2 separate regions of the Ovis aries genome follow, and region 1 is linked to region 2. A link is a contact called in public Hi-C data. All regions are on one chromosome and are shown on one strand. Each heading gives the region's core, a stretch centred on a gene start, on an enhancer-like site or on the middle of the called end of the contact. The rest is flanking DNA. Distances are from core to core; before and after follow the strand shown.

Region 1 (7,565 bases), core at 4,919-7,418, 120 kb after region 2:
TGCATTGCAGGAGGATTCTTTTGCTGCTGAGACACAAGTGAAGCCCCTCATAAAGGAAGGGAAGCCCAAATATTCAACAAGTTTCAAGATTTGAACTGATATCACAGCAAGACTGAGTGGATAGCCCACGGAAGTAACTTTTGTTTGGAAGCAAAGCCTACAAAGTGGTGGTCTGGCTATTTTGGTTTCTAAAATACTTTAACAACACAGGTTTAGAACCTGTCTGTTGTACACAAAATTTTTCTTTTAATATGAAAAGTTGCATATTTTAATGTGGTCAAGGTACATACTTTAAAACAAAAAGCCAAGTTGATTAGTTGAAATATGTGGCTATGAGAGAGGAACACGTATTGGAGGCTTGACTGGGAGATAGTCAGCTCCATGCTCATAGCTGATGGAGAGATTCCCAACCACAGAATAAATCAAATGATTCCAGCTGGACAGGCATCAATGCCATTTTAAGTATGAATCCAATTTCTGGGTGTGGATTATTAAAGGATATTTTTTCAGCATTTCCTAATGCTGTGTAATATAAATTGGAATATATTTTAATGGTACAAATTCACTCTTCAGCTAAACATATATGGATTATCCCCTATTTTTTGTAGCTAGTATCAGAGCATATTTATTTTGCAAAATGCCCACCTCTAGTTTTCTAGCTGCTGCTGATGATGCTAAGTCGTGTCAGTCATATCGTCTGTGCGACCCCATAGATGGCAGCCCACCAGGCTCCCATGTCCCTGGGATTCTCCAAGCAAGAACACTGGAGTGGGTTGCCATTTCCTTCTCCAATGTATGAAAGTGAAAAGTGAAAGTGAAGTCGCTCAGTCAGGTCCCAACCCCATGGACTACAGCCTACCAGGCTCCTCCGTCCATGGGATTTCCCAGGCAAGAGTCCTCGAATGGGGTGCCATTGCCTTCTCTGAGTTTTCTAGCAGAGAGTCATAAAAGGCCTCAAGAAAATAACAAATTTTATCTTTGACCAAATGCTTTTGTTTTCCAAAATTATTTTCTTTAGTGATAATACATTTTAGAAAATTTTTTGACTTATACTATCAAACAGTCTATAGGAAAAAGATTGACTAGCTACTTTTTTTTTTAGACTCTCTTAAAATTAAACAGAAATATAGAATATAAGAAATGAAAATTTCTTTTTATTATGTTTTTTCCAATTAATTTTTTTTACATGAGGACATTATAGTCCAAAATAATAAATTCATTTTCCCAAAGCCACATAGGTAGGGAGTATTTGCTCTGAAAATGTTATGGTGCTTCATTACATGGGGCAGCATATATATTAGTTGATACATGAATACACTTTTCTTATGCAAGGAGAGTGTATTGAAAATGCATGAATAATATTGTTGGTTATGCAAGCTTTTAAATTCTAAGATGCTAGAGGACAGTACTGAAAGAGAGAAATAAATGAATTGTAGACAAGAAAAGCAAGATTCTATCAGTTGGGTTGGGAAGAAAAGAGTATGACACGCTGAAATGTAGAAAATTCATTCTAAAGATGATTTTTGCTGGGTTGTTTGTTTTGTTTGCCTTGTTTTTGGTAGAAGAGTATGACAAAGTGAAAAAGATGATGAAAGGAGGGAAGGACTCTATGAAGGACTGAGAAAAAGTGTCAGTCAATTAAATTCTGTATAGAAAACTGGATGACTAGGATAAGAAAACATGGCAGATTTATTGAAAGTTTCTATTTGATGAAGATAAGGACAATCTCTAGCCAGGTTTCTTTTATAAATAAATGCAGTACTATCTCACTGTCAAACAATTTGTGATTAAAATAATTGCAAGTAACACAAGGTACCACGAGATCCATCGAAACATAAAAAGTAAGATTTAGCTGATAACTTGAATGGATGAGGGAAAGTCTTATTATACTAGTGTTCATACAGAGTGACATGACGTGTAGGTAAAACCTTGCAAATACTGTGGTGTGGAGATGGTTAGTAATGGGCTGTTACAGCCCACTACCAAGCCACTACAATGATGGGATAGTGGTATCACATTCCAAGCAAAGACTACTGGAAAGACAAAGTCTATGTAAGACCTAGATTTTGGATAACATCTGGAGTTAGGTTGAATCATTCATTTATGCAGAAAGGCACGGGAAGTGCCAAACTCAAATGTTGCATATTACTGATATTGTCCTGATTGCCTGCAAATGGTGTGATTTTTCTTCCTCTGCCAATTAATAAGAACTACATACACTTGTTTTTCCCTTAAGAAAGAACATTTGTTTAATCTATATTTAAGCTCTTTCAACCCTTACAAGTTCTAAGTATTATTGGTAATAGAACATCAAGCACAGGTCAGTTCCACACAAGGACCTGCTACAAGCACTTAGCTGAGAGTTCCCAAAAGAAGCCTATATAAAAACACAAATATAATTCTGACTTTATTCAAAGGAATTATAAAAACTGGACTTAAAAGAATACTGATGTATAGAATGTACAACTTAGTTGATAATTCATTGGCAGATGTCAGAAAAAATTAGGAAGTTGGCATCTGGTCCCATCACTTTGTTGCAAATAGGTGGGGAAATAATGGAAACAGTGAGACACTTTTTTGGGGGAGGGCTCCAAATCACTGCAGATGGTGACTGCAGCCATGAAATCAAAAGACACTTGTTCCTTGGAAGAAAAGCTAGACAGCATATTAAAAAGCAGAGACATTACTTGACCAACAAAGGTCCATCTAGTCAAAACCATGGTTTTTCCAGTAGCCATGTATGGACATGAGAGTTGGGCTATAAAGAGGGCTGAGCACAAAAGAATTGATCGTTTTGAACTGTGATGTTGGAGAAGACTCTTGAGAGTCCCTTGGACTGAAAGGAGATCCAACCAGTACATCCTAAAGGAAATCAGTTCTGAATATTCATTGGAAGGACTGATGCTGAAGCTGAAACTCCAATACTTTGGCCACCTGATGTGAAGAACTGACTCATTGGAAAAGACCCTGGTGCTGGGAAAGACTGAAAGTGGGAGGAGAAGGAGATGACAGGATGAGATGGTTGGATGACATCACCGATGTGATGGACATGAGTTTAAGTAGGCTTTGGGGGTTGGTGATGGACAGGGAAGCCTGGCATGCTGCAGTCCATGGGGTCACAAAGAGTTGGACATGACTGAGCGACTGAATTGAACTGAACTGGCATAAATCCATCTCTGAGTTGGTCATAGATTTGAAAAAGCACAGACTTGGTTTAAAAAGATATGAATTTCAGTATGAGGATAACTTTTATTACCACCTGTATTATTTTGGGCACGTCACTAAACTTTTCATAATGAGCTTCCATCTCTCTTTTTAAAATCATTTATTTCTCTACTGTTGGTTGCGTTGAGTCTTTGTTGCTGTGAGCTGGTGTTACTCTTTATTGCACTGCACAGGCTTCTCATCGCAGTGGCTTCTCTTGTGGAGAAGCACAGGCTCTAGGTGCACGGGATTCAGTAGCTCCAACATGCAGGCTCAGTAATTGTGACTCCCAGGCTCTAGAGCATGGGCTCAGTAGTTGTGAAGCAAGGGCTTGGTTGCTGCAAGGCGTGTGAAATCTCCTCAGATCAAGGATTGAACCCATGTCCCCTGCACGGGCAGGGGGATTCCAATCCACTCTACCACCAGACAAGTCCAAGCTTCCATCTCTTAATCCACATAATTACTCTAATATTACTTGCTTTTGCTAATTCAGATAGTTAGAATAGCACATTCAATATCCTGAATCAGTTCTGGAAATATATTTTCCTCCTGCCTGATTCATTATCACAGAGCATCTAAGTCTTCCTTTTTAGTTACCTAGTGCAAAGTTTGTCACACAGTAGGTACTCAATAAACATTGTGAAATGTAATTGAATAAGGCACAGAAAAGGGAATATAGTACTTACAAAGTTTTCTTGAACACTAACGTGAAGAATATTGGTAAAGGCAAAAGTACAGTTGAAAAGGGGGGATGGAAGACCTAAAAATACATAAACCTGCTAGTTTTCCAGAATTGGTTATAAATCTGCTTATAAACCCATGTAACAAATGACTTTAGCCTTTTGACACTGGATTACCCAATGATACTGTGTACCTGACTTTCTTTCTGTTGCACTCTTTTCATACTTGCTACAAGTTAATTAACTGTGCTACAGTTAATGATTTGTACAAGCATTGTCCAAGAGAACTTTCAGCAAGGATGAAACTTTATGTGTACCCTGCCTGTTAGTAGCCACTTGCCACTTGGAGCTGTTGAACACTTGAAATGTGGCTAGTATAACTGAGGAGCTAAGTTTTAAACTGTACTTGATTTTCATTATTTTAAAATTCAATTAAATAGTCACATGTGGCTAGTGGCTACTGTATTAGACATGACAGATCTAATAAGTTAAATGGTTAATGAATGATCATATTCCTTCTTGAAATAATAGACCGGTTCCAAACAGGAAAAGGAGTACATCAAGGCTGTATATTGTCACCCTGCTTATTTAACTTATATGCAGAGTAAATCGTGAGAAATGCTGAGCTGGAGAAAGCACAAGCTGGAATCAAGATTGCCAGGAGAAATATCCATAACCTCAGATATGCAGATGATACCACCCTTATGGCAGAAAGTGAAGAAGAACTAAAGAGCCTCTTGATGAAAGTGAAAGAGGAGAGTGAAAAAGTTGGCTTAAAGCTCAACATTCAGAAAACTAAGATCATGGCATCCAGTCCCATCACTTCATGGCAAATAGATGGGGAAACAGTGGAAACAGTGGCTGACTTTATTTTTCTGGGCTCCAAAATCACTGCAGATGGTGACAGCAGCCATGAAATTAAAAGACTCTTACTCCTTGGAAGGAAAGTTATGACCAACCTAGATACCATATTAAAAAGCAGAGATATTATTTTGCCAACAAAGATCCATCTAGTCAAGGCTATGGTTTTTCCAGTGGTCATGTATGGATGTGAGAGTTGGACTACAAAGAAGGCTGAGTGCCAAAGAATTGATGCTTTTGAACTCTGCTTTTGGTGTTGGAGAAGACTCTTGGGAGTCCCTTAGACTGCAAGGAGATACAACCAGTCCATCCTAAAGGAGATCAGTCCTGGATGTTCATTGGAAGGACTGATGTTGAAGCTGAAACTCCAATACTTTGGCCACCTGATGTGAAGAGCTGACTCATTGGGAAGGACCCTGATGATGGGAAAGATAGGGGGCAGGAGGAAAAGGGGACAACAGAGGATGAGATGGCTGGATGGCATCATCGACTAGATGGACACGGGTTTGGGTGAACTCCAGGAGTTGGTGATGGACAAGGAGGCCTGGCATGCTGCAGTTCATGGGGTTGCAAAGAGTCGGACACGACTGAGTGAATGTACTGAACTGATTCCTTCTTGGAGAAGGAAAAGGCTTCTAAGACAGCATAGTGACTCAAAATTATATGTGCCTGAAAAAAAAAAAAAAGAACCATGGTTAAACAGATTCCAATTTTCAAAACTATCTGAGATTTTGTTTTCTGCAGCTTGTGACACAATGCATCTCTTTGACAGGTCATTGCATTCTTTCACCAGAAGAACACACAAAATTCAGTTCTATTGCATTGAATACTTACTCTTTAGCTTTCTGGGACTCATTTTCTTCATCTGTAAAATGAGGTGGTTGGACTTCATTAGATCATATTTAAAATTCTTTTCATCTTTAGGGATAGGGAGCAAACTTGCTTGAATTGTTGGAAAGAATCTGCTAGTTTAAGTTTCATTTGTTAATTTCTGTCTCATCATCAGAACCTCTCCAATATGTTTTCCTTTCCCTCTATGCCTCTCACCCTTTCTTGTCTGTTCACAGTTCAAAAGACTTCTCCTGTCTGAATGATTTATCCTTCTGGATTTATGCTGTCAGAAAGGCTTGTTTAGATAGAATCCAGACATACTCATGTGCTGCTTATGCATTCTAATTAAGAAGGACAACTTCAAATGGATCAAGGTTATCTTAAAAAAGAATTAGAAACTTAGTCAAAGATCAGAAGAGAAGAAAAACATTATAAAACAAACTTAGGATAAAAAATTCCAAAGTTTAAACCAAACTAAGATGGGAAGCATGTTTTTCTTTCTCAAAATCAGACTCATTCTTATTTGAAGGGTTTTTAAGAGCACAGAGTAGCTGCAGTTGCAAAAACCCAGGTTTCTGACGTGGCTATTTGGAATTTGTTAAAGAAAAACAATTCTGAAAATTCACTCCGGTCCCTCTGGCTCCCCTGGTTCTCTGCACCCTGAGAAAGAAAAAGATTACACAAGTGCCATCTTTTGGAGAAAACAGCAATAGCAGCAGATGCCAGATTTTAAAACATTAATTCTATTTAACTCTCAAAGGGAAAAATGAAGTTGTAAAGATCATTTTAATCTTATAATAATGTTTTATCTAAGAGTTTATAAATCATCTGATTCAAAAATAAAAGTAAAAGCTAGGTTAAACTTGGGCTTTGGTTTTCTTCATCTTTGAATTATAGTAATGAGGTATATCAGATTCTATTTCAAAACAATGTTTGAGATAACCACAAAAGAATAAAATGCTAACCCAAATCCTGATGTTATTTTTTTTTTTAGGCTTGATCATGGACAGAGATCTACTGGGAATATTCATTGTTTGCACCCAGTGGCTCTGCCCTAGGCTAGGTAATCCTTAACGTTATTCACATAGTGCCTTGCTTTTAGTGTTTAGAATAGAAAACTAGAGAAGCAGAAAATTCTTATTTATTTTATCCAAAAAAAGAAAAAACTGGTGCCAGGAATCTGCTAAGTTTCTTGGGCTTGGACAGTGAAAGCTTTTGAAATCCTACAAAGCTTGTAGAGGATGTAAGCATACTTATTGTTTAATATGTGCAAACAGCTTTCACACGGCCTGAGCAATCTGGGTGTGCTCTCCATTGGTACAATGACTGTCTAGCACAAGATTCTGCAGCTAAACAGATGAGGCTGACCTTTAAAATACTCAAAGACAGAGATAAAGGGATATCTGAATTTTGCTTTAAGCAATGCTGAGATATCAAAAAATTTGACTTAGCAATAATTCTCATTTTACTGATGTATTGAAATCTTCAATATAAAGCACCCCTCCTTCTATGTCTTCTTCTCTGAGGGCTTCCCAGGAGGCACCAGTGGTAAAGAACCCACATGCCAATGCAGGAGATGTAAGAGACACGGGGTCAAAGAAGCACCTTTCAGACATAAGCTATTAAAGGCATACAGGTAAATCTGATACGTGGCCGATGGCTTCCATGTTTCTGAGTTTATTCTCCCAAACTATTTGCTTGGTGTAACCACCTACTCACACAAGTTTAATATGCATACAAATTTTTAATGTTTACCTTAAGCCATACTCCAAATCAGATTCAATGTTATTCCCTAAATCAAGTATCACAAAAGCTGCTGTGAATTTAAGGTAAGAAATAAAAATTGCCCTTCTAAACAGCCATAATATTGTGAAGAGCAATTTATTACTGAATATATGTCCTATATTTTTTATATCAGTTCCTTCTCCACTCTGCCCTGTAAATTTTAACAAAATTGTCAGGCCTGAAAACAAATACTAAACAAATTAC
Region 2 (7,391 bases), core at 433-2,932:
ATTAAACATTTGCTCAGGGGAATATTATCATTTACATTTGTTTACTCTTGTTAAAATTGTACAAATTCTCTACACAATATTCTTTTTGGTTGAATCTGAACTCAGACAGACAGTTTTTAGCTTCCGTTACTTATAATTTTCTTGTGGGGGGGGGCGGGGCGGTGGGTGTCCATTTTAACCCTGAATGTCCTGGGTAAAAATAATATGGCCAGGTATTTTGCACAAATTCCTCAATGAAATAACTTCTTCTAGATTAGTATCATAATACTTAAAACACAGCATCTTAATTAATCTAGGCTACTGACAGTGATAGTCTCTTTATCATTTCCTTCCTCTCAATAAATCAGGAAAACAAACAAACCTATAGCAGTAGCCCATGTGGACATCAAGGAGACTGTTATTGAGATGATATACTGTTAAAATTTCATTTCAACCATTTTAAGTATTCTCAAAATGTATGCCTATTTCCTAAATACTAATTGCTAAGAATGCCACTACTTTAGTAAAGTTCATTGCCATAATTTAATGTGTTCTATCAAAAATAATAATTTTAGGTTTCTTAAACGACATCCCATTAAATTATACCATTCAGATCAACATTTGCATGATGTCACTTATGCCTTTGGTGTGAATTTCAAAGTCAAAATTTAAACCTCAGGAGATAAGTGAAGCTATAAATGCAGAGCAAATTAAACCCCCCAGCACTGGGTGAATTAAAAACCTCAATAATAATAGAAATAAGTTAAAAGTAAACCATAAAACAGTATCCATCTATCAATAAGGGGTACTATAGGGGGCATCTGATTCTTTCTCTGGTCAAAATAGCAATTTGAAGAAAAAGCCGCAGGTATTTATATCACTGGGAGCCCACTTAATCAGTGGTCATCATATTACCCTGTTTTGAAATTAGAAAGAAAAATAACCCACACTTTCATTCTATAGTGAATGTATCTTGTGATAAAATTTCATTGGCAGCAAAAATTCTGCAGTCTCTTCTTTACATTTTAGTAAATATGTAGCTAACTGTGAGATCATCTTAGTTAGGTCCTTAATAATCAGCATAAATAGAGCCAGTGTTTGTTTTCACCTCTCTGGTGACAGTTTCTATTATTTTCTAAGTTGTAGAAATATACACTAGACTTCTATAACTAATCACCAAAGTTCACGTCTCTGAAGTTTAAAAGTTCTTAAAATGTACAAGAATTCAGGAGGAGAATAAATTCTTAAATATACAATCCAACTATGAATAGCATGCCAGTCTAGAATACTTTTCTATAAACATTTCCTAAACATTTAATTAGTAAAAACACAAAATACATCAATAAAGAGAGTCACCGTGTTAGATTATAGTTTCTCTAAGAAACATCTTTGTAAAAACAGAGAGAAAGAACTAAAACAATGCATCACAACCATTTTACCAAATACTTCGTTTCTGTTTTCAAGCAATATTTGTTTAAAACACTGCAGAAACATTACTAAAAGTTCAGTACACATTTTTTTTTCTCGTTTTCTCTTACCAAATAATTCCTTTTTTCTTAACTTGATCAAAGTTTTATTAGTCTGTAGCAGAGTTCAGGACAATTATTGAAAACCATACCTTTTAATCCGGGGATTTGCCACAGGAGCCCTCAAAGCTGAGATGTAATTACACTAAATATTCAGCCCAAGCAAAAGAGTTTGCAGGTGTGGAAAGGAGGAGGGGGAAGGTGCTGCTCTGTGACTGTCACTAGGTTGAAAACCTCCTGCTTCTACTCCATAGCACAGTTAAAAAATAAGGTTTCCCTCAATGAACACAATCCGGCTGACACCCACATTAGATCATATGGTAATGATATGTCTCTCGTATTGTAGCCAGAAACTTTATCGGCCTTTTTTTCTCCCTATTTAAATACTTTATTCCTTTTGCATCTGCTTAAAATTCTAAACTGCTTCTGTAATATAGTAGTGGAGCAACTTGACTTGGAATTTGTTTCATTGTGTCGACTCATTTCCCTGAAATTGTAACTAAAGGGTTTATTTCCCCACCCCCAATCCTACTCCTTTATCCACTCTTTCTAGTCTTCTTTATGAGTCACATTTATCATACTTCTGAAAATGACAGTTTGTTTGTTTTTGTTTTTTTTTTTTTTTGCTTTCAGGATGTGTAAGTCTGGCAAATGGAATGAAATTATTTTAAGTGTGGGCTATGAAAATAAATGAGTACTCATTCGGATTCTTACTTGCCTTGGGCTATTTGTGCAAATTCAAAAATTCAAGTACTATGATATGGAGGTTTTCTATATATCTTGAACATATTTCTAAAGTTCCCTGGAGGAAAGCCATGATTTTATATGAAAAGCACACCATTTATTACTTCCCTTACTTATAGTTTAAAACCTTCCTTGTTGTCTACCAGTTATGTGTGTTTTTTAAAATAAAGCACATAGATACTAAAAGATGATCACAATTTAATTTAGCCTGTATATGAAAAATGTTATTTTCGTAGGCTATATTTTTATGTAATCCAGAACTCTGAAAAGGCAATAAAGTCTATGGCTCTTTCCAAATTCAGTAAATAGAAAAAAGAAAAATAGAAAAAAGAAAGTGCAAATACAAGGAAAGATATTTATTCAGCCAGTGAAAGCTTTTTTTGAGCTTTTGTAATTCCCTTGCTGGATGCTGTCAGTTCTCTGTGTGTCTCTATGTTTTGACTTGTATCTTTATGCCCTGGCCCGTAGGCTGTTAACCAGGTGGAAACTTGAAATCAACATCTGTGAAACATGAGAGGATAACCCTTCCTTTCTCCACCCTCCCTTCTTCCCTTCTCTAGCCATCTAAGTACACAATTCTACAGTAAATATACTTTGCCTTGATGAAACTTGAAGGGATTAAATTTTTATGTGTGTTACCTAAAGAAGAGGGGGTAAGGCTGTTATCACATGATATTTTGCCTTATTTTCCAAGCCCAGTCTCCATAATGTTAACACCTTACCCCACTCTTCTCCTTGGCATTTAATAACCCCATGCCTGGTTAGTCTGATGATTTAAAAGAAAGCAATTATTTTCCCTGGACGTTGGTGCAAAATCCCTGATCCCCTTGGTGGTGGTTTAGTCACTAAAGTGGTATCCGACTCTTGCAACCCCATAGACTATAGCCCACCAGGCTCCTCTGTCCATGGGATTCTCCAGGCAAGAAGACTGGAGTGGGTTGCCATTTTCTTCTCCAAGGGATCTTCCTGACCCAGGAATCGAACCCAGGTCTGCTGCATTGCAGGCAGATTCTTTACCAACCTAATGTCAAGGGAAGCCCTATGATCGTCTTGAAAGTGAAGTCACTCAGTCATGTCTGACCCTTTGCGACCCCATGGACTGTAGCCTACCAGGCTCCTCTGCCCATGGGATTTTCCAGGCAAGAGTTCTGGAGTGGATTGCCATTTCCTTCTCCAGGGGATCTTCCCTATCCAGGGATCGAACCTGGGTCTCCCACATTGTAGACAGACGCTCAACCATCTGAGCCACGAGGGAAGTCTGGAATCAATTAATTTTTTCCTCTTGACCTTCTCTTACATTTATCTCATTCTTATAACATGCAATCATTTGTTCATAGTAGAGTTATTTATGTACATCTTTCATCTCAAGGAATAAAGCACATCCTCTTCATACTTGTGTCCCCACTACCAGCACAAAGTAAATTCTCAAGAAACACTTCATGAATGACTATAACATGAAGATAGATCATTGACTGAGGATGATTATTGTTTTGCCCAGGTCTGGTTCACTCTTTATCAAAACCCAATCTGGGCTTCCCTGGTGGCTCAGTGGTAAAGAATCCTCTTGCCGCTGTAGAAGACACGGATTGCATGATCCCACATGCTCGGAAGCATCTAAGTCCACGTTAAAACTGCTGAGCCTGTGCTCTGGATCCCTGAACCTTAACTTCTGAGCCCCTGCGTGGTAACTGCTGAAGCCTGTGTACCCTGGAGCCTGTTCTGGGCAACAAGAGAAGCTATCACAGTGAGAAGCCCACACACCAGGACAAAGAGTAGCCCCCGGCCACTCGCCACAACTGGAGAATGCCCATGCACAGCAAGGAAGACCCAGCACAGCCCCCAAATAAATAAATAAATGAAAATTAAAGCAAAGAAGAAAAAAACAATCTACTATAGTACTACCTGGTAGATGATGAATAACAGCAGCAATTGTTACCAGAGAGAGAGGTGAAAGGAGAAAGAGAAGGGGAACAGGGTATTAAAGAAAAAGAAGAACAATTAGAACAGGAGGAGAAAACACGTTATCTTGATATGCGGACCATCTTAATTTTATAAAGCAGAACTCTGTTAGCTAAGTTTCACATCCAGTTTCTTCCCTCTTATAGTAAGCTATATGAACTCAGCACACTCAACCTCTCTGAGTTCCCATATCTGTAAAACAGGTTAAAAGTATTACCTAATTCATAATGTTGAAATAAAGATGGAATGAGGTAAAGGTTTAGGGCATGTAATTCAGAGCATGGCTGTTATCCCAGGAAATTAAGCTTCCTGTAAATGTTAGCTTTTATTGTTTTCTGATATATATCATAGCAATCGTTTAAGTTGGGCAAGGGAAATCATTTTACTGAAGTCCAATGACCTGCCCAAGCTCACAGAGCCAGTAAGAAGCACAACAGGAGTGAATATCCAAGTATTCTAGTACCTAATCTGCTTTACTGTTAACTAATCCTTCATTTTAAGAAAGCTCAAACTCTTAAGGTATAGAAAATTAATAATAAAAAATTTTGAATAACATGTCTTTGTAGACTTGTTTAAAAACTGTGACCAGTTTTACAATTTTTTTGAAACTTTATCTTTGTGGAGGAACAAATATTTCTATCTTTTAAGTTTTAGTAAGAACCTCACCTCCAAAATCCTAGGGACTTTACTGAATGTTAGTTTATTTCAAATATGTGCCTTTAATCAGATGTTAAATTGCATCTATTGTCATACCTATTTTTAGATAGAAGAAATGAAGTTACAAAAAGTCACACATAGCAAGTCATAAAGATGCCATAGGGACCACTGTCAAAATCTAGGTCTCTTGCAATCAAATGGGAAATGAAACAATTTTGAGGCAAGAAGCCATGCATGAGTGGAAAAGGCTGAAACTTATCCTGGCTTGGAATGTTTGGGGGTAGGGTTCACTGAAACCTTGGCTACTGTTATAGATATTTGAAATATTCAGATTCAGAGCAGATACCACATCTGCTGTAAAAACCACTTAAACAGTGATTTCTACTGACAACTCACTAGTTAACTGGGTAACTATATTCTGCATGTTGTCAATGTTCATTTCAAGCTAGTCACTCTTTCCCACCAACATCAAACACAATTGGTCTAAACTGTACCTGCATACTAAGATGTGAAGAATGCCAGAGCTTCGAAAGGTCTTCTTCTGACACCCTTTATTTTCGAAGAGGTCTGGAAGCAAGTGATTATCTTCACAAAACTGTGACTGGTTTATTCTCAGACTGACTCTTCAAAGTAAGGTCAGCAGCTGGAATGGGTGTCTGGCTCTTTATTAGCTACCCTAGACAGTTTTTCTTCTTTAGCCAAGAAAGAAAGCTAAGGTGGAATTCAGGCTAGCCTAGCGTGGAGGATGGACTGGAACATTTCTTCTTTCTTCCCCATATTACTCCACTCCCCCACCCTATCAACACTGTGTTTAGTGTCCCTGGGCTGTGCATATGAGTAACTTTACCTCTCTGTGTTTTAGAGTTTTAGTCTATAAAATATACCTAACCTTAGTACTACTTAAGGGCCTCCTTCCTTCCTTGCCTGGTGGCTCAGACGGTAAAGCGTCTGCCTGCAATGCAGGAGACCCGGGTTTGATTCCTGGTTTGGGAAGATCCCCTGGAGAAGGAAATGGCAATCCACTCCAGCACTCTTACCTGGAAAATCCCTTGGACAGAGGAGCCTGATAGGCTATAGTCCATGGGGTCGCAAAGAGTTGGATACAACTGAGCGACTTCACTTCACTTTATTACTACCTACCTTATAGGTTTGTTGTGAAGTTTAACAACAAAAAAACACTAATACATCAAGCATTTAGAGCTGCATCTGACATATCTCAAATAATATATGAGTGTTCATCATTGTTTCTGCTGTGGCCACTCCTGGGGGCGTGGTTGTTACAAACCTTTCCTTGGACATACCAGTTTGGTGATTGGATCGAATCCCTGTCCTAGCCCACAGATGTTATCTGCCTAGCAACTCAAGAAAGCCTATAAACAATATGGTATAATAAATGATATAGCCGGAAAAACAGGGACTTTTCAGCTAGATAAACTTGGGTTTAAACCTCTACTTGTAAAAAAAACTGTCTAGTTTTCTTCTTCTATCCTAGAATGCATGAGATTTTGCTAGCTTCCAAAACTTGACAAAATCCATTTGTAGGACTGTATAAGGATCCAGAGATTCCAGGTAAAGAATCTCTACTCTGAACAATGAAGGCAAAATGGCAATAGAGACAAGGACTGGGCAAGAGATGAATTAAAATAAAGCTATGGAGGTACGTGCCTCTCTTTCATGACAAGGAAGCATTCAGTTGCTTTATTTTCTGATGCCTGAATGTTCAGGAGCATCTCTTTCATCAATTGCAGTCAAGAGATTTATTATTTTTTTCATAGTATTGATCAATGAGTTGTACTGGGACGCCAAGCCAACATATTAAATATCTGAATATTTAGTAACCTACTAAATAATCAATGAATCAGCAAATATTGACTGAGGAACAGCTGTAGGAGAAAATGTTGATCCTAAGACCTGTAGAGGATATTAATAAACAGAAAATAAAAAGTGAAAGGCATGACCTCAGAGGACTTTCACTGCAGTAAGGAGGTAGGGTATACACTATATTATGTTATATATACCTATATATCAGTTCAGTTCAGTTCAGTCACTCAGAGCGTCTGACTCTTCGCGACCCCATGAATCACAGCACGCCAGGCCTCCCTGTCCATCACCATCTCCCGGAGTTCACTCAGACTCACGTCCATCGAGTCCGTGATGCCATCCAGCCATCTCATCCTTGGTCATCCCCTTCTCCTCCTGCCCCCAATCTCTCCCAGCATCAGAGTCTTTTCCAATGAGTCAACTCTTCACATGAGGTGGCCAAAGTACTGGAGCTTCAGCTTTAGCATCATTCCTTCCAAAGAAATCCCAGGGTTGATCTCCTTCAGAATGGACTGGTTGGATCTCCTTGCAGTCCAAGGGACTCTCAAGAGTCTTCTCCAACTCCACAGTTCAAAAGCATCAATTCTTCGGCACTCTGCCTTCTTCACAGTCCAACTCTCACATCCATACATGACCACAGGAAAAACCATAGCCTTGACTAGACAGACCTTAGTCAGCAAAGTAATTTCTCTGCTTTTGAATATA

The links. Hi-C and Micro-C count contacts between places; a contact is called where the count stands out from the background.
Region 1: a Hi-C map of tail adipose tissue shows a contact between it and region 2, with 6 times the contacts expected there. The contact joins the enhancer-like site here to the promoter of DCN in region 2. A contact is called at or near these places in 5 of 16 Hi-C or Micro-C datasets (omental adipose tissue, retroperitoneal adipose tissue, skin fibroblasts and 1 more).

Annotation. Positions count from the first base shown.
Region 1 is chr3:127,703,968-127,711,532 of ARS-UI_Ramb_v3.0, forward strand. No RefSeq gene overlaps it. Among named protein-coding and RNA genes, the nearest start is that of TRNAW-CCA, 68 kb to the right of the region's middle. Within about 2 kb of position 6,169, at least 6 of the 54 cell types and tissues checked have an H3K27ac peak or open chromatin away from gene starts, as enhancers often do. A contact at or near this core is called in tail adipose tissue, where this site is marked.
Region 2 is chr3:127,584,853-127,592,243 of ARS-UI_Ramb_v3.0, forward strand. DCN (decorin) reads right to left here and starts at 1,683. Exons shown (of 8, transcript NM_001009218.1): 1 at 1,598-1,683.